Linked DNA regions of Mus musculus: regions 2, 3, 4, 5 and 6 are each linked to region 1. A link is a contact called in public HiCAR-type and promoter capture Hi-C data. All regions are on one chromosome and are shown on one strand. The core of a region is the stretch at or near the end of the contact, and the rest is flanking DNA. Distances in the headings are between cores, read along the strand shown.

The links. Promoter capture Hi-C pulls out the DNA fragments that hold promoters and counts their contacts. HiCAR-type assays count read pairs that join an accessible place to other places.
Region 2: a contact with region 1 is called in a promoter capture Hi-C map of liver, with 2.8 times the contacts expected there. The contact joins the promoter of 2510002D24Rik here to the promoter of Mapk1 in region 1. A contact is called at or near these places in 2 of 39 promoter capture datasets (cranial neural crest and liver).
Region 3: a promoter capture Hi-C map of the C10 cell line shows a contact between it and region 1, with 4 times the contacts expected there. The contact joins the promoter of Ube2v2 here to the promoter of Mapk1 in region 1. A contact is called at or near these places in 1 of 39 promoter capture datasets (the C10 cell line) and 1 of 115 datasets of contacts at active chromatin or transcription factors (large pre-B cells).
Region 4: a promoter capture Hi-C map of pre-B cells shows a contact between it and region 1, with 2.6 times the contacts expected there. The contact joins the promoter of Prkdc here to the promoter of Mapk1 in region 1. A contact is called at or near these places in 2 of 39 promoter capture datasets (the C10 cell line and pre-B cells) and 2 of 115 datasets of contacts at active chromatin or transcription factors (astrocytes and thymic regulatory T cells).
Region 5: a HiCAR-type map of astrocytes shows a contact between it and region 1, with 2.3 times the contacts expected there. The contact joins the promoter of Mzt2 here to the promoter of Mapk1 in region 1. A contact is called at or near these places in 1 of 39 promoter capture datasets (liver) and 3 of 115 datasets of contacts at active chromatin or transcription factors (astrocytes, large pre-B cells and pro-B cells).
Region 6: a promoter capture Hi-C map of liver shows a contact between it and region 1, with 4 times the contacts expected there. The contact joins the promoter of Cebpd here to the promoter of Mapk1 in region 1. A contact is called at or near these places in 8 of 39 promoter capture datasets (the 3T3-L1 cell line, embryonic stem cells, hippocampal neurons and 4 more).

The regions. Positions count from the first base shown.
Region 1 is chr16:16,981,536-16,986,403 of GRCm38.p6, reverse strand. It overlaps Mapk1 (mitogen-activated protein kinase 1), which reads right to left and starts at 3,022. Exons shown (of 9, transcript NM_011949.3): 1 at 2,665-3,022. The coding sequence starts at 2,777.
Region 2 is chr16:18,833,992-18,838,859 of GRCm38.p6, reverse strand. 2510002D24Rik (RIKEN cDNA 2510002D24 gene) reads right to left here and starts at 2,280. Exons shown (of 3, transcript NM_001033164.2): 1 at 2,241-2,280; 2 at 1,987-2,154. The coding sequence starts at 2,264. Ufd1 (ubiquitin recognition factor in ER-associated degradation 1) reads right to left here. Exons shown (of 12, transcript NM_011672.4): 12 at 3,599-4,624. The coding sequence ends at 4,550.
Region 3 is chr16:15,592,146-15,597,013 of GRCm38.p6, reverse strand. It overlaps Ube2v2 (ubiquitin-conjugating enzyme E2 variant 2), which reads left to right and starts at 2,496. Exons shown (of 4, transcript NM_023585.4): 1 at 2,496-2,554. The coding sequence starts at 2,539.
Region 4 is chr16:15,635,015-15,639,882 of GRCm38.p6, reverse strand. Prkdc (protein kinase, DNA activated, catalytic polypeptide) reads right to left here and starts at 2,017. Exons shown (of 86, transcript NM_011159.2): 1 at 1,841-2,017. The coding sequence starts at 1,994. Mcm4 (minichromosome maintenance complex component 4) reads left to right here and starts at 2,483. Exons shown (of 16, transcript NM_008565.3): 1 at 2,483-2,772; 2 at 3,101-3,262; 3 at 3,534-3,697; 4 at 3,789-3,890; 5 at 4,558-4,653; 6 at 4,739-4,834. The coding sequence starts at 2,703.
Region 5 is chr16:15,860,859-15,865,726 of GRCm38.p6, reverse strand. Mzt2 (mitotic spindle organizing protein 2) reads left to right here and starts at 2,358. Exons shown (of 3, transcript NM_029354.3): 1 at 2,358-2,979; 2 at 3,184-3,329. The coding sequence starts at 2,804. It overlaps Gm41425 (a long non-coding RNA gene), which reads right to left and starts at 2,290. Exons shown (of 3, transcript XR_875934.2): 1 at 2,216-2,290.
Region 6 is chr16:15,885,296-15,890,163 of GRCm38.p6, reverse strand. It overlaps Cebpd (CCAAT/enhancer binding protein (C/EBP), delta), which reads right to left and starts at 2,878. Exons shown (of 1, transcript NM_007679.4): 1 at 619-2,878. The coding sequence starts at 2,839. The coding sequence ends at 2,033. Spidr (scaffolding protein involved in DNA repair) reads left to right here. Exons shown (of 20, transcript NM_146068.4): 20 at 379-940. The coding sequence ends at 534.

The DNA.
Region 1 (4,868 bases), core at 1,773-4,272:
TCCTATTATCTGTCTATCAAAATCACACCCACATTTAAATGCCCAACTCAAAACTCAGTCTTCTTTTAAAAACATTTTAATTTTAATTATGTGTACTCACATACACCCATATATGTGCATACACACAGAGACACCCATAAGAGGTCGGAGGCATCAAGATTACTTGGAGTTACTGGCTATTAGGAACTGAATTTTGGTTGGAGCTCTCAACTGCTGAGCTATATCTATCCTGCACCCCACCCCCACATTTTATCTTTTTGTCTTCTACATAATGACTAGGAAGGGAACTTGAACAGATAGGCACTATTCCCGGAGAACTGTTTTAGGGAAATCTTGCTAAAGAACAGCTTAAAATCCCTTAAATAATCTTTTTAAAAGAGTTATTCTTAAATTCAGTTTTTAGTGTGTGTCCCCTAGTGAGTTTTCTATGCACCACGTGAGTGTAGATGCCCTTGGAAGCCAGGGGTTGGGTAGGAGTGTCATCTAATGTAGATGCAGGAATCTGAGCTTAGGTCCTGCAAAAGCAGCAGATGATATTCAACCACTATGCCATCTCTCCAACTTTTTAAAGATCACAACTATTCAAGTAGATACTTAAGAAGCTGCCATAAACTCAACATTGATGAGATGCTAATGACATACAATTAAGACTATTAAATAAATACTAAGATACCTAAGATATGTTATCAATCTGGAGATAAAAGGCTGATGTTAGGATTTAAATTCCAATTACATCTGCATTTTTCTTAAAATTAAAATTTGTAGGTGCCAGGTGGAAGGCAGAGGCAGGTGCCAGCCTAGTCTAAAAACTGAGTTCCAGGACAGCCAGGGCAACAACACAGAGAAACCCTGTCTTAAAAAAATGAATTAACTTTATTTTATGCATATGAATGTTTCGCTTGAATGCATCTCTATGAGAACATCTCATCTTCTGGAACTGTAATTACAGACAGTTGTGAACTGCCATGGGAATTGAACCCAGATCAGCCAGTGCTCTTAAATGCCGACTCATCTCTCCAGCCCCTAAAATTTGAATTTTAAAAAGAATTCTGCACAGCAAGTGGAAACTTCAAAGGTGAATAGCAACAGGATCTAAATAATCCATCTTCTCAGGGTGGTGGGGAATGTGTGAGTTCAACTGACAGATCCTAATTTTTTTTTGTCCCTACTTAAAATAATCCCCCCTTAAATAAATGAGCCTATAGTGGGTAATCATGAGTGTCAATAATAAGTGTTACTGGCATATTTACCAGCAGGTACAGGGTAGTAATACATGCAAGACAAATGTGATATGGAAAGTACTTTTTCTCCATTCCTCTTTTGACTTGCAGGTCCAGTTCACTTTTATCTTCGTAATTGTATACTATGAGACATTTTGCTCATAAAAATATAACTATTCATGAGTCTTTTCTTTAAAAAAAAAAAAAAAGAACGTTAATTATTCTATCTTGTTAGCACACTTGGTGAAAACACACCTTTTCTGGCATTTCTAAAATTATGACTATTCAAATTTTAATGCATTTCTGAATAGACTTGTTCATCAGGAAAATATGCCGAAGTCCTGAGATTATTAAATCAAGGAGAGGCCTGTGCAATAGCTCAAGAGCTGAAGCATTTAAAACAGGATCTTTCTACAGCAAAGCTTGATTCTAGTTCTTCGCCCTGTAAAAGGACTTCCTTTCAATACCTTATCTGAAAAAGGCTGTCTTCTCTTTCCTCAAGATAGCTAAGTTAAATTAAACTATCTCAGAGACCTTCGATAAATGAACTTGTTTTAGTTAAAACAATACACTTCAACATTCCACATGCAGGAAATCCTGCAAGTGATCGTGCAAAAACTATTCTTGAACACTGAAACGTTATGGGGAAACGATCACAGTAATCGGGCTAAAACATATGGATACATTCACACTGTTAAGAGAGTACTCTTGAGGGTAACGACGGGATAATTTAAAGTCAAATTAGGACTAACTCCAAATACTTCTTAATAATTCTAGAGTGATGCTGGCTTATCCTTTCTGAAACACAATCGGTATATTTAAATCCATTTTGAAACTTCAAGATTTCAATATGTCCACAACCAACGCTGTGTCATTAACGGTTAAGCCCGAGGCAGAAAGCATCATTAGCGCTACTTAAGATATTTTGTGAATGCTGTTCACGTACACAGAAGAGAAGAAAAATATTTTGGTGCTCAGCACACAAGCCTATTATTCCGTCTTGCAAAACCATGGCCGCCGCCACCACGGACAAGCATCTAATACAATTCCTGGCTTTAATCTAATGTCAAGAGGCGGTGGCTATAATGCTATAAATTAGGAGACACAGTGTACTTCCGTTCCCGTCCCGAGGGAGAAGCCTCGAAAGTACGCGCTTTAAGACCAAGCCCCGGAGTCTTCGAGTCCTGGCCTCAATCGGGGTTGCCCCTCCAACCGCAAACGAGAAGCAGCAGAGGAAGACGAGGAGCAACACCTAAGCCTCGACCGGCTCCAGGACCCCGCCCCAGGGCTCCAGGAGTGAAGGCCAAGAAGCCAGGGGTCCGGGGCGCCGCAGAACGCGAGGCCAAGGCGCGGGAAGGGCCGTGGGTGCGTCCAGATCAGCCACAGGCAGGGGGCACAGGGTGACCGCGTGAGGCCGGGCCTGAAATCCAGCGCGGATACTCACCAAACCATGCCGTAGGCGCCTTCTCCGATGTACGAGAGGTTGGTGTAGCGCGGCCCTACGTCGAACACCTGCCCGCGGACCATCTCCGGGCCCGCCGCCGCCGCCGCCGCCATGTTGGCTGCACAGCCGCCGCCGCCGCCGCCGCCGCCGCGTTCGGTTCGACGCTTCGCGGCTGCCGCTCGACTTATGCTGCGCTTCCCGCAGGAACCGCGCTGCCGCCCGTGTAGCCGCCCCCGCCGGCGATCGGGAACGAGGAAGGAGGACAACACAGAGGAGAGAATTAACCGCCGGTAGAACCACTGCCAGCCTTCCTGCCTGACGGGCGGGCTACGAGTGGGAGGAGGGAAGGGTTCGCGTCGAAGGGCGCTAGGGCGGAGTCAAGGGCGTGCGTGTTGATTGGCTTCTCTTGGTAGAGAGGGCGGAGTCTCGCGGGTCGGCGGAAGCAGCGAGGTGAGGCAGGAGCACTGCGGCTGCGGGGGAGGGACGTCATGTGCGCTCGGAGACCCAAGCGCTGGGTAGCTCTAGAGAGCTAGGTTGGAATTTAGGCATAAGGACCCCACAGAGTCCCACCCACTGTCCTGGTGCTGTGCCTGGTCCAGAACGAACTCACACGGGACCAGGGACTTGGCTTGAGACCAGAGGACTCACTGCACACCAACCACGGGACCCCTGAGACAGACCTCTAAGAATACGTGGCCCACATTGTGCACTCTGATGAACTTAGACCATCAGAGTGGGACAGAAACCAAAAAGCATAACCCAGACCCAGAAAAAAACTTTCACCCTGTAATGAGCATAATTTTAAAAAATGCCTTTTAGACATATAAAACTAGATTAAGCAGGAATCCCACAGCATCCAAGGCTGCTCCTGATCCAGAGCTCAGTGACATCACTCACGCAAGATAACCAGATACAGTCCTAGAACCCCATGATGCCCACTGGACAGAATATAAGCAGAGACCAAAAGCAGTGATTTGCTCTACACATCTGGAGAGATACACCTTGATCTGCTCTGTGGCTAGAGAATCCACTCCCCCCCCCCCCCCCCCCCCCCCGCCAGGGTCCTGATCCTCAAATCAGAAACCTGATCTGAAGCTAAGATAGGTGACACAGGTGACCTTGGGGAGACAGGCTTAGGACTGTAAGAAATTTAGACTGTAAACCTTGCATGATGACCTTCAGCATAATAAAATATAACTTTTGTTATACTAACTACATATATCTACCTTCTTGCCCGTGACACACACCTAACAGTGTGAGACATAAGTAAGCAGAAACCAAAACACAAGACATTGAATCCCCTAATTAGAGGTTTGTTCAAGAAGATTTGCTGAATATCTACGGCACTGGAGCCAGCCATGCTTCCAGAGTGAAAAGACAGACAAAATACAATATTTGCACTTAAGTGTTGTGAAGAAATAAAAAGCCAAGGGAAAGTATAGAGAGCTGTGGGTAGGGACACTGGAAAAAGACATAGAAATTTGGGGACTCGGGTCCAGGTGTTGTGCAACAGTTTCCTGAAGGACTGAAACATTCTATGAACTTGAAACATTCTAACTTGAGGGGAAGCTTCTGAAATAGTAAACTAAAAACTAAAAGCAGCAAGGCGGCATGGTGCCTCACACCTTGATTCCCACCACTTGTGAGGCAGTGGCAGGCAGATCGCTTATGAATTGGAAGCCAGCCTGGTCTACAGAGTGAGTTCCAGGATAGCCAAGAATATGCAGAGAAACCCTGTCTCAAAAAAACAAAACCAATCAAAAAACTCAAAGGAGTTTCAGGAAGTCCTTAAAACTGACCAGATTCACTAGGCCCCTCCCACCAGAGTAAGCAATAAAAGCTGAGAGTCCCTCTGAGATGGAGCTCAGGTGAGCTGCAAAGACTCTTGAGACCAGCTACCTGGAAGAGGCAAAACCCTGCCTGCTGCCTGGTAATGGTTTAGACAAACTTATGCACTCGGAAGGACACTCTTCAACTTCAGCAGCATCCACACTTTGGTCTGTTGTGAGCTCCTGTTTGTAGTGAGGAAACCTGTGTTGTGTCTCCCCAGGAAAAGTTTTGTCACAGATGGGTATACTGAAACACAGCATAGTTAGAATGGCTAAAACATCTGAACAAGATTTAGAAAAAAAAAACCAACCAACCAAACAAAAAAACTTGATGTCATGGGTCCGAACCAGTCACAAACACCACTAAACTGAAGG
Region 2 (4,868 bases), core at 1,031-3,530, 1.9 Mb before region 1:
TTGGACATGTTTTAGACAGGGTCTCAAGTAGCCCAGGCTGGTCTCAAGATCACTATGTATGACCTTCAATTCTGAGATTGTTGTCTCCACCTCCCGAGTGCCGCAATTATAAGCATGCACAACTATGTTCAGTCTCTGCCTTCAGCCATGCAAAACCCGCTAAGCCTCAGCAACAGCAGACCTGGAGAGTGTGGAGCTAGTTACCCGCCTAGCCTGGGAGTGAGGACACTGGGTGGGGAAGAGAGGGAGAGCGTCTAAAATTACTGTTGGACTCTGCACAGGGTATGTGTAAAAGGTGCCCCCCATCCTGCCAGCTTCTTTCAGCCACTGCCAACAGACACTAGACAGTGTATTATGACAGGGCTGATCCTGGCAAAGTGTCAGGTGCTATGTAGGCCTCTTTACAAACATTCTTAAACTGGGAGCGGTAGTATTCCCAACAGTTGGCAGACAAAGCCAAAAGGATCTGAAGTTCCAAACCAGCCTGGGCTATACAGCCAGACCCCATCTCTAACATGATCACATGATCATTATTACTTAATAAGCAAATAGGAGCCGGGCAGTGGTGGCACACGCCTTTAATCCCAGCACTTGGGAGGCAGAGGCAGGAGGATTTCTGAGTTCCAGGCCAGCCTGGTCTACAGAGTGAGTTCCAGGACAGCCAGGGCTATATAGAGAAACCCTGTCTCGAAACAAAACAAAACAAAACAAAACAAAGAAGCAAATAGGGGCCTAGTATGTGGGTGAATGCCTGTAGTCCCAGCACTCAGGAGATGGAGACGTCCAAGTTCAGAGAGATCCTGCCTCAGTATATAAGGTGGGAAGTGACTGAGGAAGATGCCTAATGTCAACAGAGGGTCTCTCTACATGCAATGTGTGCACATATATACACACGCATGCCACGCACTCGCACACACAAAGACTTTTTAAAAAGGCTTGTAAGGACTAGAGAGATCCCTCAGCAGTTAGAGGCTGCTTTCCAGAGGACTGGGATTCGGTTCCCAGCACTCAAACATCAGCTTACAACCATCTGAAACTACAGTTCCAGAGGACCCTCAGGCAGTAGATTCACATGGTACAGATAAATATGCAGGAAAAACACACATAAAATAAGAATAAAAGTACTTTAAAAACTATATAGAAGCCTAGTGGTTGTGGCACACGCTTTTAATCCCAGAATTCAGGAGGCAGAGGCAGACGGAACTCTGAGTTCAAAACCAGCCTGGTCTACAGTGAGTTCCAGGACAGCCAGGGCTATACAGAAAAACCCTGTCTCAATCACAACAACAAAAAAAAATAAATAAAAAAAAATAAAAATAAAATAAAGAAATAATTGCTTCTGTGTTCTGAGTTTCCCGGTGAATTGCTTCTCCATGACCCTGGCCATTTCTCTATTCAGAAACATCTTTGTTTCTTACACTAATTTATGATAGCTGACATATAGTTACAGACAGTTAAGTTTCCAGTCTTTTGCTTTCCGCCATGTTTTTTACTTTCGCCATGTCTACATGGCTATCTAGAGTAAGTAGAGGTTTCTTCACATCTCCCTCGAAAAGGTCCAGCAACAGCCTCCATACTTGTCTCTGTCCTCTACAGTACCCTTCACACTCTCAGGTCCAGACTGACCTGCCAAAGATAACTCAATTCACAAGTACTGGAACATTTTTAGGTGCTCTTGGACTCATTCTTATGCCCTCTATAGCCCACCCTCGTGCTCCAGACACGTTGGCTTTTCTCTTCCTCCGTCCTATCCCCAAGGGCTGGGTGAAGGCAAGCTTGCTGTCAAGCTGATGACTCTAACGCTATAAGGTTACTCTCTCCAAGCCTCTCTATACTTCCCTTCCTTCTGCGCCCCCCTCCCCGCGCCGCCCCACCCCGTAACTGAGGCTGTCTAAAGTCTCGTTGATAACGCAGTTTGGTACTCAGGAGAGAAACACGAGAGAGTTGCCCCAAGGATCTGCGCATACATCCACACCCAGCCCGCACCTGGGCCTCGGCGCTGCGGCTCTCCTCCCACTCGCGGCAGTTAGTCAGGTCGCGGAGCCACTGCCTGCAATCCGGCCGCTTGCCGTGGACGTAGTAGTGGTGTAGGACGTGCCCGACGCTGCGGCAGAGCTCCCACTCGGCGCGGTAGACCTCGCACGGCCGGGGAGGCTGCGGGGAGAGACAGCGGAGAGCGCGGGCAGCCCCCAGGGCCTGATCCCACCCAGCCCAGGAGCCCAGGAGCCAAGCACACTCACCTGCCAGCTCCCTGCGACCGCCATGTCCAGGCCCCGTGTGACTGACAGGGACATGAACCAATGAGCTCCAAGCAAACGCGCACTAAACAGGACGTCTGCACTGAGTGGCTGATAGTCAGAGGCCACACTACCTGGTGTCTAGCCGATGGCTTGGCTTCAAAGTCACATAAGGTATTAATTAGCATTCGGAAAAAACAGGAGTTCTGGTCAGTTCTCCCAGTTTTTTATTTTTCAAATCCGTATGTGGTTCAGTTTTTGAAGTACAGACTCTTGAACTCTTGAGTAACCCACCTGGCGGACTGAAATTGCAGGTATGTAGCCTGAGCATACACAGAGTGTAGGTGAGCTTGATTTGGTGTATGGAGAGGAGGAAGGCAGTGCAGGATGACTAAGGGTGAAAGAAGTTCTCCTAGAAGTGACAGGCTCAGGGTTGCACACCTTTAATCCCAGCATTCAGGAAACAAGAGCAGGGACATCTCAGTGAGTCAGTTCTAGACCAGAAAGGAATATATATATATATATATATATATATATATATATATATTAGTGAGACCCTGTCTCAAAAAGGAAACAAACCCAACAACAAAAACAATTTAAAAAAAAAAAAAAAAACCTAACTGGAGATCATAAGGTGAGATGACTCAGCTGTAGAGAAACTTGTGAACAGAACCAAGGACCCGAGTTTGATCCCTCCTAGTTTGATCCTTCTAGGCGACAGAAGGGACTCCTGAGCACTGTACTCTTATCTACACATGCAGTCACATTTTTATTAGTGCACTTGTGTGTATAACTATGTATGTGCAACACATATACTTAGATCATCTGGAACTGGAGTTACAGTTATAATTACAGGCTATGAGCCACCATGTGAGTGCTGGGAAGCAAACCTGGATCCTCTGCACGAACAAGTGCTTAACTGAGCTCTTTCCAGCCTGACCAAGTTAGCTAACAGAATCCTACAAATGAAAGCTGTCTTACTGCTAGGGAAACTGAGACAGCCCCATAGGACAGGTCGGGCAGGTTACCACAGCATTTATGCCTTCCAGAGCCACATTTGGCCAGTAATGATGTATGTGCCAGAGTTAGGAGCCAATTAAGTTTATGGATATTTCTAAGAGCAAATGGACACACTCTGGAACTACAAACATAGAGGGAAAGTGCACCCTCCATGAGGACCTTGCTAGGCCTGACCAGCTCCACTCCAAGCATCAGGGAGTGACATCCATCCCTACAGCCTCCACAAGTCTCGGAAATAGTCTCTAACGACAGGATGAAGTAGGGTGCTGCTGCAAGGGGGCCTTCCTATGACTTCTGGCTAGTGGCCCATACCACCAATCTACAACATACCATATCAAACTAGAGGCGAGTTTTAATCAGTTTATTTAATTCTTCAATAAGAATTATTCTCAGGGAACAAATTTTAAATAGCTGGATCAGCATGTCAAAAGACCTTACATCATACAAAGTGCAGATCTGAAGACAATAAAACAGTAAGAAAATGGGGTATGGGGGAGCCTCAGTGGCAGAGTGTGTGGCATGCTTAATATTCACGAGGTTCTGGTTCAATCCTAGCACTTGAAAAACAGACAAACCATCAGAACCTTGGGTAATAAATGTAGCGGAGGGCGGGCAGTGGTGGCGCACACCTTTAATCCCAGCACTTGGGAGGCAGAGGCAGGTGGATTTTTGAGTTCAAGGCCAGCCTAGTCTACAAAGTGAGTTCCAGGACAGCCAGGGAACTCTGTCTTGAAAAGCCACAAAAATAAATAAAAATAATAATAAAAAATAAATGTAACGGGGGCACGTTACTCAAGCATGTATTCATTCTGCCTTTCATATCTGGCTTCATCATGGAATTCACTGAGAGCGAGCAGATTAAAATGAGAGCGCTTTCATCTGGATGAGATCCCTTCTGAGTCACTGTAAATAAAAACAGAGGCCATCTTTGTCTGGTACTCAAGTGCTGGCCTGAGTAGCCATGATGGGCTAAAGACACTGCACCATGAACAGACATGGGGAAGAAGAGTGAGTCAGGAATCGGGAGCTGCTCTGCTGAGGCTGTGAGGGCCCTGAAGCTGGAGTTAGGGAGTGGAGGAGGCCACCACCTAGAGGACCCCAGCGCTCTCTCCCCCAGATCAAGCACACAACCTCCAAGTTCTGCTGCTTTGTATCCAGGACAAGCTTGATAGTTCTCAGGTAACTTTAAACAAACCATAAATAACAGAGTATCTCTGAACTTGTCAGAGCCAGTAACTGTAAGCCAGGTGCAATCGGATCTTTTATTTTCCAGTCAGCCAACAGTTTTAGACTTAGGGCTTTCTTCCCTTCTTACGCAGTGACTGTCCTTCTCCAGAGAAAGCAATGAATCTGCCTCCAGCTTCATCCTAGGTATGAAAATAGGATATTATTTTCAGAAACTCCTCAAAGTTTACAATAACCACTTTATTCCATGGACTTGTGTGCCATCCATCTACTTTCCCCACTTCATTAATCATAATAAGAAGTGCCCTGGGGGGGGCTGAAGAGATGCCTCAGGGGTTAAAAGTGTGTGCTGCTCTTTCAGAGGACCCAGTTCAGTCTCCAGCACCCATGCTGGGCAGCTCACAATTGCCTCCAACTCCAAGGGAT
Region 3 (4,868 bases), core at 1,247-3,746, 1.4 Mb after region 1:
TGAGTATATATGCAAAGACTTTACATGCTACTATTGAGATACTTGCTTATCCATGTTCATGGTGCCTGTATTCATAATAACCAGAAATTGGAAACAGTCTAGATATTCATTAACTGATTAGTGGATACTGAACATGTGGTACAGATATACAATGGAATCAATAAGCTGTTAAAATTATAAAAATTAGAAGGCAAATGGATAGATCTAGGACAAAATCTTTTAGAGAGAATTAACTCAGACACCCCCAAAGACAGATATGTATGTTTCTATGTCTTCTCTTACATGTGAATACTAGCTCTAAAGCCTTTAAATATGTGTGCTATAATCCACATAACCATAAAGGCTAGGTACTGTCTTAGTCACTGCTCTACTACTGTTAAGATACTATGACCAAGGCAACTCTTCTGATAGAAAGCATTTAATTGGGGACTTGCTTACAGTTTCAGAGGTTTAGTTCAATATCATCATAGCAATAGAATGACAGCATGCAGGCAGGTGCTGTAGCAGTAACTGAGAGCTACATTCTAGGTGGACATAGAGAGAAGAAGACAGACTAGACTTTGCATGGGCTTTTAAAACCTCAAAGCCCCTTCCCAGTGACACACTGTCTCCAACAAGGCCGCACTTCCTATTTCCTCTAATCCTTTCAAATAGTTCTACTCCCTTGTGACTAAGCATCAAATATATAAATGCTAGTTAATAGATGTGAAACATCTAGTTGTATCCCAACTGATTTTTTTTTAAGATTTATTTATTGATTATATGTAAGTACACTGTATCTGTCTTCAGACACTCCAGAAGAGGGAGTCAGATCTCGTTAGGGATGGTTGTGAGCCACCATGTGGTTGCTGGGATTTGAACTCTGGACCTTCGGAAGAGCAGTCGGGTGCTCTTACCCACTGAGCCATCTCACCAGCCCCCAACTGAATTTTTTTCATGTTCAGTTGCATAAGTATGTGATGTCTTCAGCAATATAGTCTTACAGTTAGGTTGTCAAGGATAACCAATAGCATTGTGAGTAGCCTATAATATTTGCTTGTGTGTGGTATTTATTGAACCTGACTTTGGATATTTTAAAGAGACTTAGAGGGTTGGAATTTTTAAAGACTGGGAATTCTAAAGTTGTACTGTATTTAATATTTTAGTATTTATGACATCTTGGGCACAAACAAGAAAGGAATATTAACAATGATGCACTTGGAATGGACTTGTATTAGATAATCTTTGTTGTGAACTTGACACAAATGGAAAGAGGAAATCTCAATTTAAGACTTGCCTTAGTCAGAATAACCTGTGGGCATGTCTGAAAAGAAAAACCTGGGGGAACTTTCTTAGTCACTAATTGTTGTAGGAGAATCCAGTTGGGTATGGGTATACCATCTTTAGGTACATGGGCTTACTCCTCCAAATAAGGTAGGTGAACGTAAGATAGAAATGTAAAGGTCCATGATTCACCGAAGAATGACACCTGGGACTCAAATAGTATGTATACTCAGAGAGTGCTTTATTTTGCAGAAGTCCAGCGTGTTGGAGTCTCCCATTGCCAAAACAGAGAGACAACTAAGTGAGTGTGCATGCTTGCTTTAAAGCACATTGGAATTCTGGGGAAGATGAGTTTTATCTTACTCTATCTCTAGGCATCCTAGAACCATTATCGGGCATGAAGGCTGGAGCCTGGGTTTTTTTCTATTAGTAATTGACTTGCCTGGGCTTGCCTGGACTTTCCCAGTTCTTAGGCCCAGTCTCCTTAACTGTCAATTTGAAGTCTGTCATGGAGTCAGCCTAGCCTTCTCAGAAGCAAGGTGGTAAGCTGCTTTTCTCCATCCCTTTTTGCTTCACGGTTTTGCTTGAGTTTCTTCTGTGGCTTTCTTTACTGATGGACTTTTGGTTCTGGTGTCATCAGAGCAAAACTACAGCCTAAACGTAGCCTGCACTAACACAGCCCAACCTTTTGGAATAGTTTTTTTTTTTTTTCCCCAACACAATTGTGAATTCCCATGTTTTACCTTGATTATTAATAACAGGTTTGGTGTGATGTAACTTTGTTTTTCGAGACAGGGTTTCTCTTTATAGCTCTGGCTGTCCTGGAACTCACTTTGTAGACCAGGCTGGCCTCGAACTCAGAAATCCGCCTGCCTCTGCCTCCCGAGTGCTGGGATTAAAGGCGTGCGCCACCACGCCCGGCTCGTGATGTAACTGTTAGCGTTTGTTTAGACATTATTTCAATATTTAATAAGAGGAGTCATAGGGAAAATTTCCCTTGGACACACTGACACTATTGGAGATCTCAGATCTTTTAAAGACTTTTTAAGCTCATGCTGCCTTAGTCTCCCAACCCAGTTTTATGTGTGTGTTTTGATTAGGACAACCGATGAACCAACAGTTCCAGAGACCATCAGGGGCAAAGCTTGCCAGGAACAGGAACCTGATACAGTCCCCACTATCCCCACTATCGGTCCCTCTATGACGGAGAGCAACGCGCTGCCGGAAGTGACGTTGACGCCCTGCGTGCGGTGGTGCGTCTGGTAGCAGGAGAAGATGGCGGTCTCCACAGGTCGGTTCCTAGCCGGGTCTGCCGCGCTCCCGCTGCTTTCTGTCCGGCGGGCCGCGCGGGACTGCGGGTGCGCAGTGCGGAGGGCCCCGCGAGGGGCAGGGGGTGGGGCGGGCGGTAGGGAGGTCGGGACGCGCGTGTCAGAGCTCGCGGTGACGGGGAGCCTGCGCGCCCACCGCCCGCGGCGGCCCTGCGGGAGGACCGGCAGATCTGGGCGCCGCAGCGGAGCCGAGGGTGGAGTGCGCTGGAGCGGCCCGCGGTGGCGGTGGCATTGCCCATCAACGGGGCTACGGCGGAGAGGCATCCTGGATGGAGCCGGGGATCTAGGCTGGGAGTCCACCAGACAGACACGTGCGGGAGGATAGGACTAACCGGAGGGTGGCTGCTGTCTGGAATAAGAGGGCGACGATTTTACTTAGGTGGCCGAATGCGTGTTCTTCTTCTTCTTCTTCTTCTTTTTTTTTTTCAATTAAGTGAAAAACTACAGTACACTGAGCCAGACGAAAGCTAATTGCAGGACAGTTGGTACCTTAGATAGGTGTTCTACTCTTGTCTACAATGTTCGGTTGCCTTTGAGCAGAAACTTGAAATTTAAATGCCAACAGGGTTTAGAAATTTGGTGACAAAAAAAATTAAAACAGTTTAAAAGTGTTGAGTTTTAGCATTTAAAAATGATGATTCATAAGATTTATTTTTTTTTCTAGTTCTTATTGAATCTAGGTTGTAGAAATGGAAGAGGTTGAGTGCATGTTGTGATTGTTAACATTTCAAGGTAATGCCTTCATATACATTTTTCATATTGTTTAAATCTTACCTTTATGTGTATGAGTGCCATAGACAATAAAATCTTTAGCAGTTCTACCTCTGGAAAATACATCAGTGGTCAGATCAGAGCTGTCCAAGACCAAAGCTCATTTTAAAAGTGATCTTTTAATGTTATAACCCTTAATCTCTTTACTTCTTATTTGAAATATATGTGCTTATTAGTGCCATGTTTTTTAAAGAGTTGTGCTCACTACCTTAAAATTAAACTAATAAAATGGTGTATTGTAATATGAAAAATGTCAATTTGTGATTGCATTTGTTCTTTTTAAAAATATTTATTATATATATATGAGTACACTGTAGCTGTCTTCAGACACACTAGAAGAGGGCATTGGGTTCCATTACAGATGGCTGTGAGCCACCTTGTGATTGCTGGGGATTGAACTCAGGACCTCTGGGAGAGCAACCAGTGTTCTTAGCAGCTGAGCCATCTCTCCAGTCAGCATTTGTTTTTTGGAACATATTTAACACTACTCATATGAAAGAATGTTAAGTATTTTGAAAAGAGCAGTAATTAGATAAAATGAGTGGTCCATACTTTTTATCAAACTTTGGTTTTTGGCAATTGAATGTGTACTCTAAGCGTTGGATTATTTGCCCATGTATTGCATATTAGATATCTGTATCCTGTTTGTTATTTTCACTGGTTTTAGACCAAGGAAATGGGAACTTTGGTATAATTAAAATACATCTTAGAAAATGGAGCTTATTTATTTATTTTTGAGTCAGTGTCCCATGTAGCCAGGCTGACCTTGAACTCTAACTGGAAAAAGTTTGGAGGATAATAATTCAAATTAGATTGAGAATTCCTTCTTAGAAAATTGAGAAACCAAAGAAGTAAAAAGTTACACATAACTTTACAGGAACAGAAGCAAGAGTATAATCCAGCATTCTCTCCATCATGACTAACTTAATTTGGAGTATTCCTCAAAGGATGAGTTTTTTTCTGTTTTAGTCTCGACACTGACTCTCATACATTCCTTCTTAGATAAATTTTTCTTTACATTCTTGGTTCCTTCTCAGATGGAAGTGTCTGAAGTTTCCTCCTTCCTTTCCCCAAGTCAAGAGGCTTTCATAGAATTTAGCTTAAGCATTACTCAAGGCAAAAGATGTTTATTAATATTTAGTATCTGTGAGTAAAGATTTCATTTGATTCATTTACTGCAATTTACTGTGTAAAAAAGGAAGTTCTGTGTGTTTTGTGGTAGTGCATTCCTATAATCCCAGCTATGAGGAAGGATCGTGAGTTCCTGATGAGCCTGGGCTACATAAGGTTAGCCTAGGCTAGGTAGTAAGATCCTGTCTCAAAAGTAAACAAAAACTGAACATTCTTTTGTTTGTCATAGTTTTAGGTTTACAGAAAAATGGAGAAGATGGTGTGCAATCAGTTCTCTTCCTTTGATAGCTTAGTGTGACACATTTGTCAAAGTTAATGACCTAATATGTCAACATGTTTACTATTTTTATATTTTCAGTTTTTACTTTAGGTCTC
Region 4 (4,868 bases), core at 768-3,267, 1.3 Mb after region 1:
ACATCTGGCGATTCTAGGTGCAAGGAACCCCCCGCCCCATAACAGTCTTTCCAAATAGGGTCAGGAAACTCCTCCGTAGCCGGATGCTAGGAACCTATCCAAATTGCTGTCATCTGTTATCCCATCTAAATATAATGATTTCTATACTTGCTTTCTCTTTTACCACATAAAAGATTATTGTAGAAAATGGCCAGACAATATGGGGGCTGCCCATATTGGTTTTGTCAAATACATATGCTAGGATCACAGACCAATCATTTCTTCTATCAACACAAGACACTCTTTTTCTGCATACAAGACCCATGGGATTCCAGGTGGGAGACAGGAGTTGTTGGTCGATTCTTTGGCAGCTGGGGTGCTTCAGAACTGATGGGGGCTAGATGTCCTGACAGCTAAATAAGGTGGTCTTTGCCTGTTCCTTCAAGAAAAATGCTGTTTCTACATCAACCAATCCAGGACAGTGAGAAATAAAACCCAGGAGCTACAGTCAGACATAGAGAACTTCAGGGACCGTGAGGCCTCCAGTTCTGGGATTTTTGAAAATCCTATATGGAAGTGGATGCTCCCTTTCATTTTTTGTTTTTGTCTTTTGTTGTTGTTTTGGGTTTTTTGTTTTTATTTTTTGAGACAGGGTTTCTCTGTGTAGCCCTGGCTGTCCTGGAACTCACTTTGTAGACCAGGCTGGCCTTGAACTCAGAAATCCGCCTGCCTCTGCCTCCCGAGTGCTGGGATAAGCACCTTTCCTAGTCATCTTCCTGGTGTTATTTGCTCCCTGCCTCATTAATCTTGTTTCTACATTCCTTCAATGAGAAATACAAAAAATTCCTAACCAAATATTAATCAGCTCCTGTTACAGTATTGCCAGCTGCTGCCCACAGAAGAGCTGCTGTCCACAGAGGAACCTGATGTGAACGTTTACCAAGTCGATCCCGATGGTGAAAACCAGCTACCCCCCAAAATTGACACCCTAGACAACAGGAAGCAGCTTAAGAGACACAACACCCTTGCTCCCTTTTCACCATGGCTTTCCCCTCCCTTTTTCTTTCCTTCTCTTTATTATAACAAGGGAGGTATGTTGGCATCAGGACCTCCCAAACCTATGACATCACATAGGCGACAGCAAGGCCAGCAGACCTGTTGCCAAGACATCAGGCACCATATTCCCAGAATATCCACTTGGCTCACCTCCCACCTTTACCTGTGTTGTCATTTTCCATATAAATAAAGGGAATGTCCCTCCCTCTCTCACTCTCTCTCTCTCTGCGCCTTCTCTTTCTGCCACCCCCTCCAAACCTCTTACACGTGGAACTGTTTTTGGCCCAGTGTGCTGTGTTCAGATTCGAGCCTCTATTTTAACACATCAATTACTAAATGGTTAAAAAGAGCAAGGCACGTGTGGTACCTCACATCTATAACCCCAGTATTTGAAGGCTTGTTCTACATACATAGTAAATTCCAGACTATCTTGGGCTATAGCCCAAGATAGGAAATACCTAACCTAAAAAATAAAAATGTCTACAGAATTGCATGACTTTCATTAATTTTTGCAATTATTCTGAAAACATGGTGCAACGAAAAAAGGATTTTTGTCAAGGTCCTATTGAGTTCAAGCGAGTTTATTCTGGAAGAAAATACTTCCATCTTGCACTCTCATCCAACTTTGGATAAAAATGACTACCAAACTTGGTGGTCATTTTCCAACACCTGTTTTAAAGCATCTTCCTCAGATACTAGGAAGAGAGCAGTATACACATCTACCAATTCCATAAACTTTACGGGACGTTGACTACACGCACCACGGAGAGAAACGCTGAGCCCTGCGTCTAGGGACCTTACCCACCCTGCACTGCAGAGCTAGTGCTCAGCACGCACTCCTGCCCCAGACTACGAATCAGCTGGTAACTGGCCCCGGCAGCACTGCAGCGGTCTGCTGCGGACAGGAACTCCTGCAGCTGCAGTAGCCAACACCGTACGCCGGTTCCCTCCTCCGCCATCACGCCGGCACCGCTTCGCGCATGCGCGTCTCAGCACTCTAGCCAGCTCTTCCCTGAAGGCCCAGCCGGAACTGCTCCCTTATACTCTCGCGGGGGTGGGGGGGTGAAGACGCGCACCGGCCTGCAGATCTGTAGCGTTTAACATGTACACATCGGAATGCAAAGGGACAGAACCAGTCTAACCATGCGGAGATATCACAGATTGGTGTTTGCACTCGGGACAACGCAAATGTAAACACACAAGGGAGTTGTGCCGGCCCCGGGTTTCCCGCCAAAACGCAATCCCGCTGCAGGCTGGCCCATCCAAGGCGAGGGGCGTGCAAGTGAATCTAGGCTGTAATTCCTAGGTAGCGGTCGAGAACTCCCCCTCCGGCTTGCAGTGGCGCCTTCCGGAGGCGGAGCTACACGCCTTTGCCGCTGTGATTGGCCGGAAACCTTTTCTCAGAGTTCACTTACGGCGCTTTCCGGAGGCGGAGCTACGCGCGCTTGCCTCTTTGATTGGCCAGGCGTCTTCGGTCGCTGTGACGACAGAGCGGCTGGCGGGAATCGCTTCACCCTGCGGGCCCAGGAACGTTCTCCTGGGTGGCGCAGAACCCTGACTCGCCGTTTTGTGCGCGTTTGCAACTAACCCGGATCCGAGGTACGAGAGGTCCCGGAGCGGGACAACTGAGAGCCAGATTTCTTTTGTCGCGCAGCAACCACAGCACCATGTCGTCCCCGGCATCCACCCCGAGCCGCCGCAGCAGCCGACGCGGACGAGTCACCCCAACCCAGTCCCGTGAGTTCCCTCCTTCATCTGCCCCCTTTCCGCCTCGTGTCTCTTCCCGCAGCACTGTGGAAAGTCCTGAGTCCTTCGAGCCTGGTGTGTGGTTGACAGGCCTTGAGCATATAGTAGCCTCTGTCACCCACATACTGGGCTCTCGTCTCCAGGCAGTCTGGCGTGGTCAGTTCAGTTGACCCACCTTTTCCTACACCTTGTCCCTCTGTTCCAGTTTGAGGGTTTTGGGGGGGGGGTGTTCTTGTTTAAGTAATATGACTACCCTAAGGCACTTCCTGGAAGACTAAGCTTGAGCGTTGATCGTCTTTTTTGTTTTGTATGACGGAAGTTCGAAGTGAGGAAAGCAGGTCGTCACCCAATCGGAGACGTAGAGGCGAAGATTCTTCCACCGGAGAGCTACTGCCAATGCCCACCTCACCAGGAGCCGACCTGCAGAGCCCACCTGCACAGAATGCCTTGTTTTCCAGCCCTCCTCAGATGCATTCTTTAGGTGGGTCAGCCGTCGGTTTTGCTGGTTTACCAGTTGCTATTATTCTGTGTGTACTGATAGATTCTTCACTGAAACACCTGAGGAGAGAAGCAGAGTTGGTACATTTTAGGACCTAGTGAGCAAAGAAAGCATACTTTATAGTAGAACTACAATTGGGGTATGAAAGATTGCAGTAAAGTATTCTGTTTAAATTGTCAAACAGCATTCCGGAATTGGGATTTGATGTGCTTATGGGGATTTCATGGTAAAGCTAAATATCTTGTCTTTATAGCTATTCCTTTGGACTTTGATGTTAGTTCACCATTGACATATGGCACTCCCAGCTCGCGAGTGGAAGGAACCCCAAGAAGTGGGGTGAGAGGCACACCTGTAAGGCAGAGGCCAGATCTGGGCTCAGCACGAAAGGGTTTGCAGGTGGATCTGCAGTCTGATGGCGTGAGTACAAAGCAGATCTCTGATGGTGTTACCTTGAGAGCATAAAGTAGGTCATCCCATTAACATGTTTCTATCCTCGCTTTCTCAATAGGCAGCAGCAGAAGACATCGTACCAAGTGAACAGTCTCTAGGCCAAAAGCTTGTGATTTGGGGAACAGATGTGAATGTGGCAACATGTAAAGAGAATTTTCAGGTAAGCTTATGTACACTAAAACTCAGTCTGAGACTTCGGGTGAAAGTATAACCTATGTGTGAATAGCCATGGTGCATAATAGCAGGTTGTTAGTGGTCTAGATTTTATTCCAGAAAAGGGATATGCCATGCGGAAAATGGTGATATACTTTTTTTTTCCTTAGTTCTTGGTATTTCAAGATGGTTTTTCTATGTTCCCCTGGCTATCCTGGAGCTGGATCTGTTAACCAGTCTTTCCTGGAGCTCACACACGCATATGCCTTCTGAGTGTGATTAAAAGTGCATGCCACCACGAGCAGCTAGGTAGTAAATGCTTACAGCAAGTCCAAGGCCAGCCTGTGCTTCTTAATGGGATCCCTGTCTCAAACCCAAAACAGAGAAATTATTTTTGTGTACAGATAGCTATATACTCATAAAAAATTTGTCACATATTTATTGCTGGGGGCAGGGGTACCTGCCCTTCACAGCTTTTATTTGGAGGTTTCAGGCCAGTTTGTAGGGGCTGGTTCTTCCCGCTGTGAGGGTTATGGAAATCAACTCAGGTTGTCAGGCTTCCAGCCAAGCATCCTTAGTTACTGACCATCTTGCTGGTCTCATTGTTTTGCATTTTAATAATAGTTACATATTCCTAAGTTCATTAATGCTTAGTATTGTTTCTCTACATCTAGAGATTCCTTCAGTGTTTTACTGATCCTCTGGCCAAAGAAGAAGAAAATGTTGGCATAGATATTACTCAACCTTTGTACATGCAACAACTTGGAGAGGTAATCAAATATGATTTACAAGTGAAAGTTTTGGTTTTTGAGATAATATAATTAGTAAAATACGACTTGTCCATATGTCTTACAGATTAATATTACAGGAGAGCCATTTTTAAATGTGAACTGCGAACACATAAAATCATTTAGCAAAAATCTGTATAGACAGCTCATCTCCTACCCACAGGTGAGAAGTTGACTTTGAGCTTCCAGATCATAGT
Region 5 (4,868 bases), core at 1,109-3,608, 1.1 Mb after region 1:
CTTTGGATGAAGACATAGAACTCTCAGCTCATCCTGCGCCATGCCTGCCTGGATACTGCCATGCTCCCACCTTGATGATAATGGACTGAACCTCTGAACCTGTAAGCCAGCCTCAATTAAATGTTGTTTTTTATAAGACTTGCCTTGGTCATGGTGTCTGTTCACAGCAGTAAAACCCTGACTAATACACTATGTGTATGTAAGGGCATGTTTACTTGCTTCAAGCATTTCTGTGTGAGGTTGTGTGTTTAACACACTGTGTGTGCAGTGTGAGCATGCAGGCATGTAAGCATTCAAGTGTGAGAATATATACTTGCATGCAACATGGTTGTGAATGTATATGACACTGAGTCACATGTGAGCATCTGAGAGTATAACAGTGTGAAAGAATACGTAACAATATGGGCCTTAGTTAGGGCTTCTATTCTTTTGATAAAACACCATGACCAAAATCAACTTGGGGAGAAAAGGGCTCATATTATCTCACAAGTTGTGATCCATCATCTGTGGAAATCAGGGCCTGAACTCAAGACAGAACACAAAGGTAGGAGCTGGTGCAAAGGCCATGGAGAAATGTTGCTGGCTTATTTCCCATTGCTAGCTTAACCTGCTCTGATATACCATCCGGGACCACATGCCCAGGTGCGGTACCAGCCATAGTCACCTGGGCATTCTGGTATCAGTCATCAATTAAAAAAAAGATGCACCCCAGGCTTGCCCACAGGCCATCTGATAGGGTCATTTTCTCAATGGAGGATCTTCCCAGATGACTCTATCTTGTGTCGTGTTGGCAAAACACTAGCCAAGACAGTGTGTGTGTGTGTGTGTGTGTGTGTGTGTGTGTGTGTGAGAGAGAGAGAGAGAGAGAGAGAGAGAGAGAGATTTTGTATGAGCATGTTGTGTGTACATAAATGTTTGAATTTTTAAGTGCGTATTAGTACAAGAGCCCTTTATTAAGGTCTCTAAGTCTGTGCAATTTAGTCCTCTGGACTTTCCTAAAGTTGAGGCCATGTATGATTATGTCAGAATTATATGAAAATGGCGGAGTGACTTATGTGAGGGTCCAATGACCCTACCTTGACCTTCCTTCTATGAATGGACACTGGCCATCCATGGACCTGAGGTGATATACTCCTACAAACAGGCAGAGCTGATGGCATGCAGGTAACAGTTGTCTGGCTAGGGAGATGATGCTGTGCCTCACTTCGATTTGCCTCCAGTTTGTACTCTTGGGCATTCTGACCAATAGGAGCTGGTTCCTGGAGCCATCAATCCTACAATAAACTAATGAGGCAGGGAGGCCCTACATTTACATCATGGCCACAGTTCTGCGAAAACCTGAGATATTCTGGAATCCTGCAAACAAGCACCTGATGTTCCACCCTGGGAAGCAGGTGCCAGATTAGATGCACATACATCCTGTAATGTCTGCTCCTGGAGCCAGACTCATTCCCCACAGCCCACACTGGCTCTTCACAGTCACCAGCAGCTTACTGTCACCATGGTCCTCACTGTGACAGACGCACCATTCAACATGGAAATGGTGTTTAGTCCTTAGATCTGGACCTTGGTGACTGGCCAAAGGTTCACCAAATATGAAGACCGGAAGTGCAGAACCAGGGAAGCTGTGTTCAGTATAAGGAAGAAAGAAGGAAGGCTGAGAACTGACTAGATGCTCTAAATTCTCCCCTTCCCGGTAATGAATACGTTTTCCCCTAAGAATGAAGACTATTCACCCAATATATTTTTATATTGAAAATATTTTTTCATACTCTATAATCTGATCATGATTTCCCTCCCTTACCTCCTCCCTGAACTTTGCCACTTCCCTACCTTCTCAAGTTCTCTCTCTCTCTCTCTCCCTCCTCTCTTTTCTAGCAAATAGGCACATTTAAAAAAAATCAAGCCAGAATAAAACAAATTGAAAAAATAAAAACACCAATCAACAAACATACACATACGGATACACACACATATGCAAAAGACTAGTAATGTAAAATGGACAAAGCATCAGGAGACAAAATATCTCCAAGAGTGCCCCCGCACAAATTTTAGATGCCCCTCCTGGTCCCCTTTCACTGTGTAGGCACTTCTGGACGGCTCCCCCGGTCCACTCTTTCCCGATGGCAGTGACAATCATGGTAACCGGCCAAACATTTGCAGTTCTCAACACACCGGCCAAGCTAACGTGTTGAGTTCAAAATGACCATCCTACCTATCTTCAGAAATAGACGCCGCTATCCAGACACACAACCCGGAAATAGCGTCATCAAGCTGCGCGTCAGGCCACACCCCTGCCTACTGGGAAAAGCGGCTCAACCTCCCGGGAAAAGCGCCTGCAAAAGCAAAAGCCAATCAAGTGCAGAAGCAGTTGGCCACAAGGCGCGTGCGCAGTGACGTCCTCAGTTGCTCTTTACTCCCCAAGTTTATGTATTTCGGGGTCGGGGGACAGGAGTGCGTATCCGTTTAAAAGCAAAGCTGTTTAGGGACCGTCAACAGAACTGGTAATTACACGAGATCGTGAATACTCGTCATCCAACAGGCATTTGCTAAGTACCCGGTATATGCCAGGTACTATTCTGGGGTCTGCTACCTAAGCCAGCAGTCCAAGTCTGATCGTCAGGCAGTGATCAGCTTCCCACCACCCCACCCCATGCCTAGCACACTGCCCTGTGCACAGTAGACGTTCCGAACAAGTCAAGTAACCGACTGTGTAAAGGCCTCTTGGAACTCTCGCCTCGGTGCTGGAGCTGTTGACTTGCAGAGACTCTGTCCAACACAGATCCCTTTTCAGGCTATACGAATGGCGGCGGCGGCGGCTGCTGCTGGTGGTGCTGCACTCGCGGTTTCCACAGGATTGGAGACAGCAACGCTGCAGAAGCTGGCGCTTCGGCGGAAGAAAGTGCTGGGGGCCGAGGAGATGGAGCTGTACGAGCTAGCTCAGGCTGCTGGCGCCGCCATCGACCCCGATGTGTTCAAGTGAGAAAGCGGGGGTCGGGACTTTGAGCTCATACTCCCTACAGATAATGCCGGCTTTAGGACTCCTCATTCCTGCATCTGCTACTCTAAGATATCCGTGTCTCTTTAAGGGGTTTCAAGACGGTGACCCAGCTGGCGCGACTCCTAGAGCATGTCCGCCCTGTGGCTTTCAGTATTCGCTAAGCACTGCATTTGTTTCCCCAGGATCCTGGTGGACTTGCTGAATCTGAATGTGGCTCCCCTCGCCGTCTTCCAGATGCTGAAGTCCATGTGTGCTGGGCAGCGGCTGGCAAGCGATCCCCAGGACTCGGTGCCCATATCTCTGTCTACATCCACATCAGAGACCCGAGGTTAGAGATGGGCTGGGTACTTCTGCCTAGAGGGTGGCCGAGGTGGGGAAGGAGTAGAGAACCTCGTGCCGGCTTGTCTTAGAATTGCTCAACCTGTCTATAGGCCTCCTCCCAAGGTCTGCAGACCCATCCACCTTTCAGGGACTTTAGTTGGCTCCACCTTTCGGATTGTACTGCTGGACCAAAGACTGGTCCAAGCAAGCTAGACTTGGTCTTTCTGACTCCCTCTCACCTCTTCATCATGCCTCCATTGCACAGGTAGAGGAATAAACATGGCTTTGGTCTCCATCTACCACACAGCCTCAAGGAAGTGTTCAGAGAGCAGAGCAGACAACGCCTCCCCCTCCGAGGGCCACGTCTAGCTCCTGTTCATCTCAGGCCAGGCCCGAACACCTCTCATCTGGGGATTTTTTTGGGTTGCAGGACTGAAGCCATCTGATTCCTTTGGGACAAAAAGTAGAGGTCTGACAGAAAGATTCACCCAGTTCTCAGGTGTGAATGGCCTGGTCATGAGTGGGACCAGGTGTAAGCAGATGGTGGTGAGCAGAGTGTAACAGGGATCTCAGGTCCTCCAGCCTGCCCATCCTATCTGTTACATCTGTTCTCTCTGCCTGTCGGACCCTCTGAAATACAGCTTGTCCTCCCAGACAAGTGGATGCAAGTCCAGTGCTCATTTCCTGCCTGTAAGTGCAAGAACCACATGGAAGGAATCCAGGTGGGGTAAAGTGAGCAGTCTGGCCCAGTGAAGGCAGACTGTCAGGCCTGGGGACTCACACATACACGCTGACCCACCCACTTTCTGATCAATGTGTGTCTCTGGCCTCTATCACCCTTTCTCTTTGTGGAAGAGAAACAAGGGTAACCTTTCCCTCAGGCCTGCAGCCTCTCCAGGTCTGCTCCATGGCCCTCCTCCCAAGCACCTGCCTCCCTGCCCCCACCCCTCACCCTGGTTCTCTTGCTGCCCATCTTCTCCTGTCACAGGCATTTGATTGTCTAATCTGTGGGTTTGGTGTTGATGTGCACTCTGCCGCTGGAAGTTGCCATTGTCCCACAAGGCCAGGGCAGCTTTGAGCTACAATACCAGGGCACTGTAGGCCATCCCAGCCATGCAACTCAGAACAAGGACATGTTTTCTTGCTTAGTCTATCAAAGACACAGTACTTTTAGAATATGCAATTGTACCGGTGCCCCCGGATCATCCAACACCCCCACACTTGCACACTTTAAAGATCCCTACCCAGGCAGAGGATGTAGGTCAGGGACAAACATGAGGGATCATGGTATGCTATTGGGAACATGACCTCAGCCTCTTCAACACTGTCCCTTGGCTGATTGCAAGTATGGCGTAGGGAACAGATGCCTCTCCCTAGCCTCCTTGACAACACCATTAAGAATGACATTTTGTGGTCATACACATCTACTTGTAAACTGAGTTTTCTTTCATACCTCATTTGTGGCCTGAGGTACCTCTGCAGGTATTGGCAGTATGGGTCCAGTATCAGGGTGTGTGAGTTCCCAGGGTGCATGAGTTCCCAGGGT
Region 6 (4,868 bases), core at 1,629-4,128, 1.1 Mb after region 1:
CCACAAGTGTTGCTAGATTGGGGAAGTGTCCCCAAAGGAAGTGGGAGACATATGCAAGCCAAAAGCCCAGCCCCCATGGAAGAGCAGTACTTCCTCTGCATATTGTCTTCCAAATCCTGTCCTAGGCCAGTTTATCCAGGCAGCCACTAAAAACTGCCAGACTCAATTATCATAATAAAGTAGTTTATTTTGCTCTGATAAAGGGGATTTTTATAATCCACATACCCCAACTCCCACCCCAAAGCCTTTTCCGTTGGAAGGAAGGCTGCAGCTTATGAAAGGAAGGACCTTTGTCCTGGCTGTGGCATCGTTGTTGGGAACAAAATGTCCAGGAACCCAGGGCTGTTTGCTTTAACCAGAATGCTTCTATCACTGCAGAGTTATGAAGTGGAGAGCGTCCTTGGGAAGGAGATGGGACCTTTACTCTGCTTTGTCCAGTCCATCACTACACAGCAGAGCAGCTGTGTCGTCACCCTGGAAGAGATTGAGCTGCTGAGTACAGAGGGAGCCACTGCTGCTCAGCCTCCTCCCTGACATCTGTGCGCTTGGCAAGGGGCTGTGTGTTAACTCAGTGTTTCTGTTTTTAAATTTAGTGGGTTTCTTTTCTTTCTTTTTTCTGGTAAAGAGATTAATAGGATAGTTTTAAATTAAAAATCAAGATACCTCTAATACACATTTTTTTAAACTTTACCTTCCTACAAGTTTGATAACATGTTTCTTTGAGTGTTTCTCATGTCTTCTGTGTCTTCATTTTGCAGCTACTTGGGCTTAGGAAATGTGCTTTGTTGTAGCTTTAAAGTAGTTACAATTTATCAATATTATATATGTTTTTTCTTTGCAGTATCTAATATTCTCTGCTAGATTGTTCTGTAAAGCTTCAGCCAGTATCTCATATTGAAATATTACTGTTCTGTTACAATAAATAAATGTCCAACCTAAACACTTTGTGGTTTTAGTGTTCTGGGAGCTGCCAGAGGTGGCACTGTCACCCATACAATGTTGGGTGTGAGGAGAGCTGTATAAAAGAGAAATTTCTGTACCTTACTCCACTGCCCACCTGTCAGAGACCCTGAAGAACTGCAGAGGGCAAAGATCACAGACTCACAGCAGTCCACAAGCCTGCACTTTGGGCAGGGATTTGAATTACAAACAAAGCTATGTATTTAGACCCTGGAGGGTTTGTGTTTTCTGTACAACAGGCCGTGCAGATCAGGGAAGGGGTTGGAACAACCAGTATCTTAGTAGAAAGGCACATAGCTTTGGGGGGGGGGGGGGTTAAGCCCGCAAACATTACAATTACTGGCTTTTGGGGCTGCCCTTTTTATATACTAGGATATTAATTTGTACTGGTACACATTTTTAAATCTACACGTTGTCCCTAGATTGAGGAAAGTAGAGGCAACGAGGAATCAAGTTTCAGACTCCCAGCTCTCTTCCACCCCCTCACCCTTCGGCAACCACCTAAAAGTTAGGCCAACTGTTCTCCGCCCCAGGTCAGCCTACTCTGGGATCACACACATGAATTAGTCATGCTTTCCCGTGTTCCTTCCGCGGGCAATAGAGACCGCGAGGAAACGCGTCCATCTCCTTACCCCGTGTGGGCAACGCACCTGGTCGGGTGGCTCCCAGGTGCTTGCTTTTCCCTGGTGAAGTCTCAGTATGTTGTGTGCGGGAGAGAATGAACATAGGAAGCTGCAGCGATTTAAATGCTTCTTTATTCTTACAAATACTGTAAAAATGAATATAAAAAGCATGCGCAGTCTCTTCCTCTTATCTACAAAAGTCTGTCGGAAATGTCTTTTCTACAAATGTACCTTAGCTGCAATGGTAATAAGACGTAGAAAATGCTACCATTATAAAAAATAATTTAAGGGGAAAGATTAATATAGCTTCTCTCGCAGTCCAGTGCCCAAGCTGCAGCTTCCTGTCGCTCGCAGGTCCCAAAGAAACTAGCGATTCGGGCGGCGTCTGCTCCCCGCTGTCGGGGTCTGAGGTATAGGTCGTTCAGAGTCTCAAAGGCCCACGCCGCGCGTTACCGGCAGTCGGCGCCGGTGGGCGGCAGGAAAGGCGGGCTGGGCAGTTTTTTGAAGAACTGCCGGAGGCCAGCCAGGTCCCGGGTGAGCTGCTCCACGCGCTGATGCAGCTTCTCGTTCTCGGCCGACAACTCCACCAGCTTCTGCTGCATCTCCTGGTTGCGGCGCTTGGCCTTGTCGCGGCTCTTGCGCACAGCGATGTTGTTGCGCTCGCGCCGCTGCCGGTACTCCGGGCTGCCGCGGTCCGGACCCCTCTTGCCCGCGCCCTTTTCTCGGACTGTGCCGGGCGCGAGGCTCGGCCCCGGGCTGCCTCGAGGAGGCTCCGGCGAAGTGGGTGGAGTGGGCTGAGCCGCGGCCGCCAAGCTCACCACTGTCTGCGCGCACACCGCCACTTGCGCCGGCAGCAGGGAGCCCGGCGCGTCGCCGTCGCCCCAGTCGGGTTCGCGCTTGAGCGGCCCCCTAGCGACAGACCCCACACCCGGGGGTCGCGTAGGGCCGCCCTGCAGCAGCTCCAGGCCGCCCGCGCCGGCCGCTTTGTGGTTGCTGTTGAAGAGGTCGGCGAAGAGTTCGTCGTGGCACAGCTCTAGGGTGGGCACGGCGGCCATGGAGTCAATGTAGGCGCTGAAGTCGATGGCGCTCTCGTCGTCGTACATGGCAGGAGTCGTGGAGCCCAGCTCCCCCAGATCCCCTGGCTCGGGCCCTCGGCCGGGCTTGTCCACCCTGCCTGGCTCGTAGAAGGCCGCGGGTTCTGTGGGCCAGGGTGTGCCGCGCACCGGGCTGTCCAGGCTGAAAAGCGCGGCGCTCATGGCGGCGTCGGCCGGACCTGGCGTCCAAGTTGGGCTGTCACCTCGCCGGGCCGGACCGCCGCCTTTTCTAGCCCCAGCTGACGCGCACGCCCCGCCCCGGCCCCAGTGGGTCGGAGACCGGAGCGGGGAGGGACTGGGGTGCTGCTGGGAACGACCCGCCCTCTGCCCGCACTCCTTGCCTTCCCTCCTTCCTGTTTGTGCGGTTTGGACCTACTTAGCCGTCCAAGCCTGGAGCGAAATGAAAATCTGGATTTGGCCCCGACACGCGCAAAGCAGGACGCCTTCAGACATAGCAAAGGCGGAACAGGGATCAAGGCTCCGCAGCTCGAGTCCTGGCACCTCCGCCACGAGACCAGAACTAGTGAACCGTGGTTCGCGGACCCGGGCCTCAGCCTCCGGCGGTCCAGAGTGAGCGCAGCCAGTGGGAGCCTCCTGAAATTCGAACCCTCTCCAGCTACACCTCTCGGAGTGCCCAGGCCCAGCTGCCGTCGAGGTTAGGTTCAGCAACAGAGCCTGATAGACGGACAGATCAACCGGGCTCCCCGCTGACCACAAAGCCAACGGAAGAGTGATGGCCACCCTAACCGCGGTGCGTTTCTCCGCACCTGACAGCGGATCTTGGGTGCTCTGGCATTTCTTCTTGGTTATTAAAGCTGTGCCACCTGGTGGTAGCATAGCATCTTGCTGTTTCTTTTTCTTGCAAATTGTACCCAAAAGGGATATTATTCTGAAATTGTGGCTTGCTGAGAGAAAGCTAAGATTTACATCAGTACTCACAAAGAGGTGTTAAGTTGCCAGCTCTTCAAAATTCGTGAAAAGATGAAGAGAAATTTCAACCCCAGCTACTCAAACCTGATAGGCTAGGTGGGTAGTTGAACCCCAGGAGTTCAAGTGCCTGATGGCCTGTCTCAAGCAAAAGTCAAGAAAATCATCTGTCCAAATTCAGATGTGTCCCTCATATCCCTCCCCTAATTCATTCCGATTCACCAGGTGTTCTGACAACAAACATCAGCTGATTTACACAGAGCAGCCTAGCTCCTACCTTCAGTTCCTGAGGAAAATCCTAATGAGGGGCTGTGGAATATTTAATGGCTTTTTTTGGAAAAAAAAGGTAAACACAGCCTTGGAATTTCATAATGATCAGTGATGTTTATAAATGGCATATGATGTTGCTATTGTAACTAATTGCCTCTGGGGTTAAAGCCAGCGCACATGTGATATGCATGCACAGGAAAACCCTAGGAGACGTTCGTGGTTCTTAGCCCTGGATGCCATAGAAGCATGATTAGAGAACACGTGTTTATCCCTCAGAGAGACCACATTCCGAGGCTGTTTTCAGTGAGACAACATGCTTGTTTTGATACCTGGGTCCACTCACTACGTTTATGAAAAGTTGTGTTTACAAGACAGCGGGGCCAATTAGAATGTCTCAGAAGGACAGGCTACCGTGGCCACTATTGGGCCGCACCTGAAAGCTCTGTGTATTCAGAAACCCGCCAACCAGTGCGTACTTTTCAATTTTCCAGAAATGGAGAAAGGCAACATGACAGAACAACAAAGCATGAATATAGTGTGACATTTGAGAGCTGTTAAAGTTTAGCCCCTGTGACAGTCATTTGTGATCCTTTCATGACTGTTCCCACACACTGTGCCAATCTCAAGGACCTTTCCTAGCACCGTGGGTGGCAACAAAATGACTTAACCATGTAGGCCTAAAAGCAGCCACCAATAGAGAAAGTGTTCAAGCTCAACATAAAAATTAAACTAATTATATAAAATAATTTCCTAAACTATAAATTGAGTTAATCTATAATTTTATAGATGAAATGTACTCAAGATGAATGTGAACACTTCCCATGCCTTATTCCTGTGAGAAATACATCATTTTTAGCTCTTCTCAGCACACCTGCCAAAAGCCTTCTGGCTAGAATCCTTGAGACCCTCTCCTTGTCCTCAGCAATGTCACATATGGAACATATTGGAGGTTCCAATGACACCCAGTCTATGTGGACATTCTGGAAACCTTGGT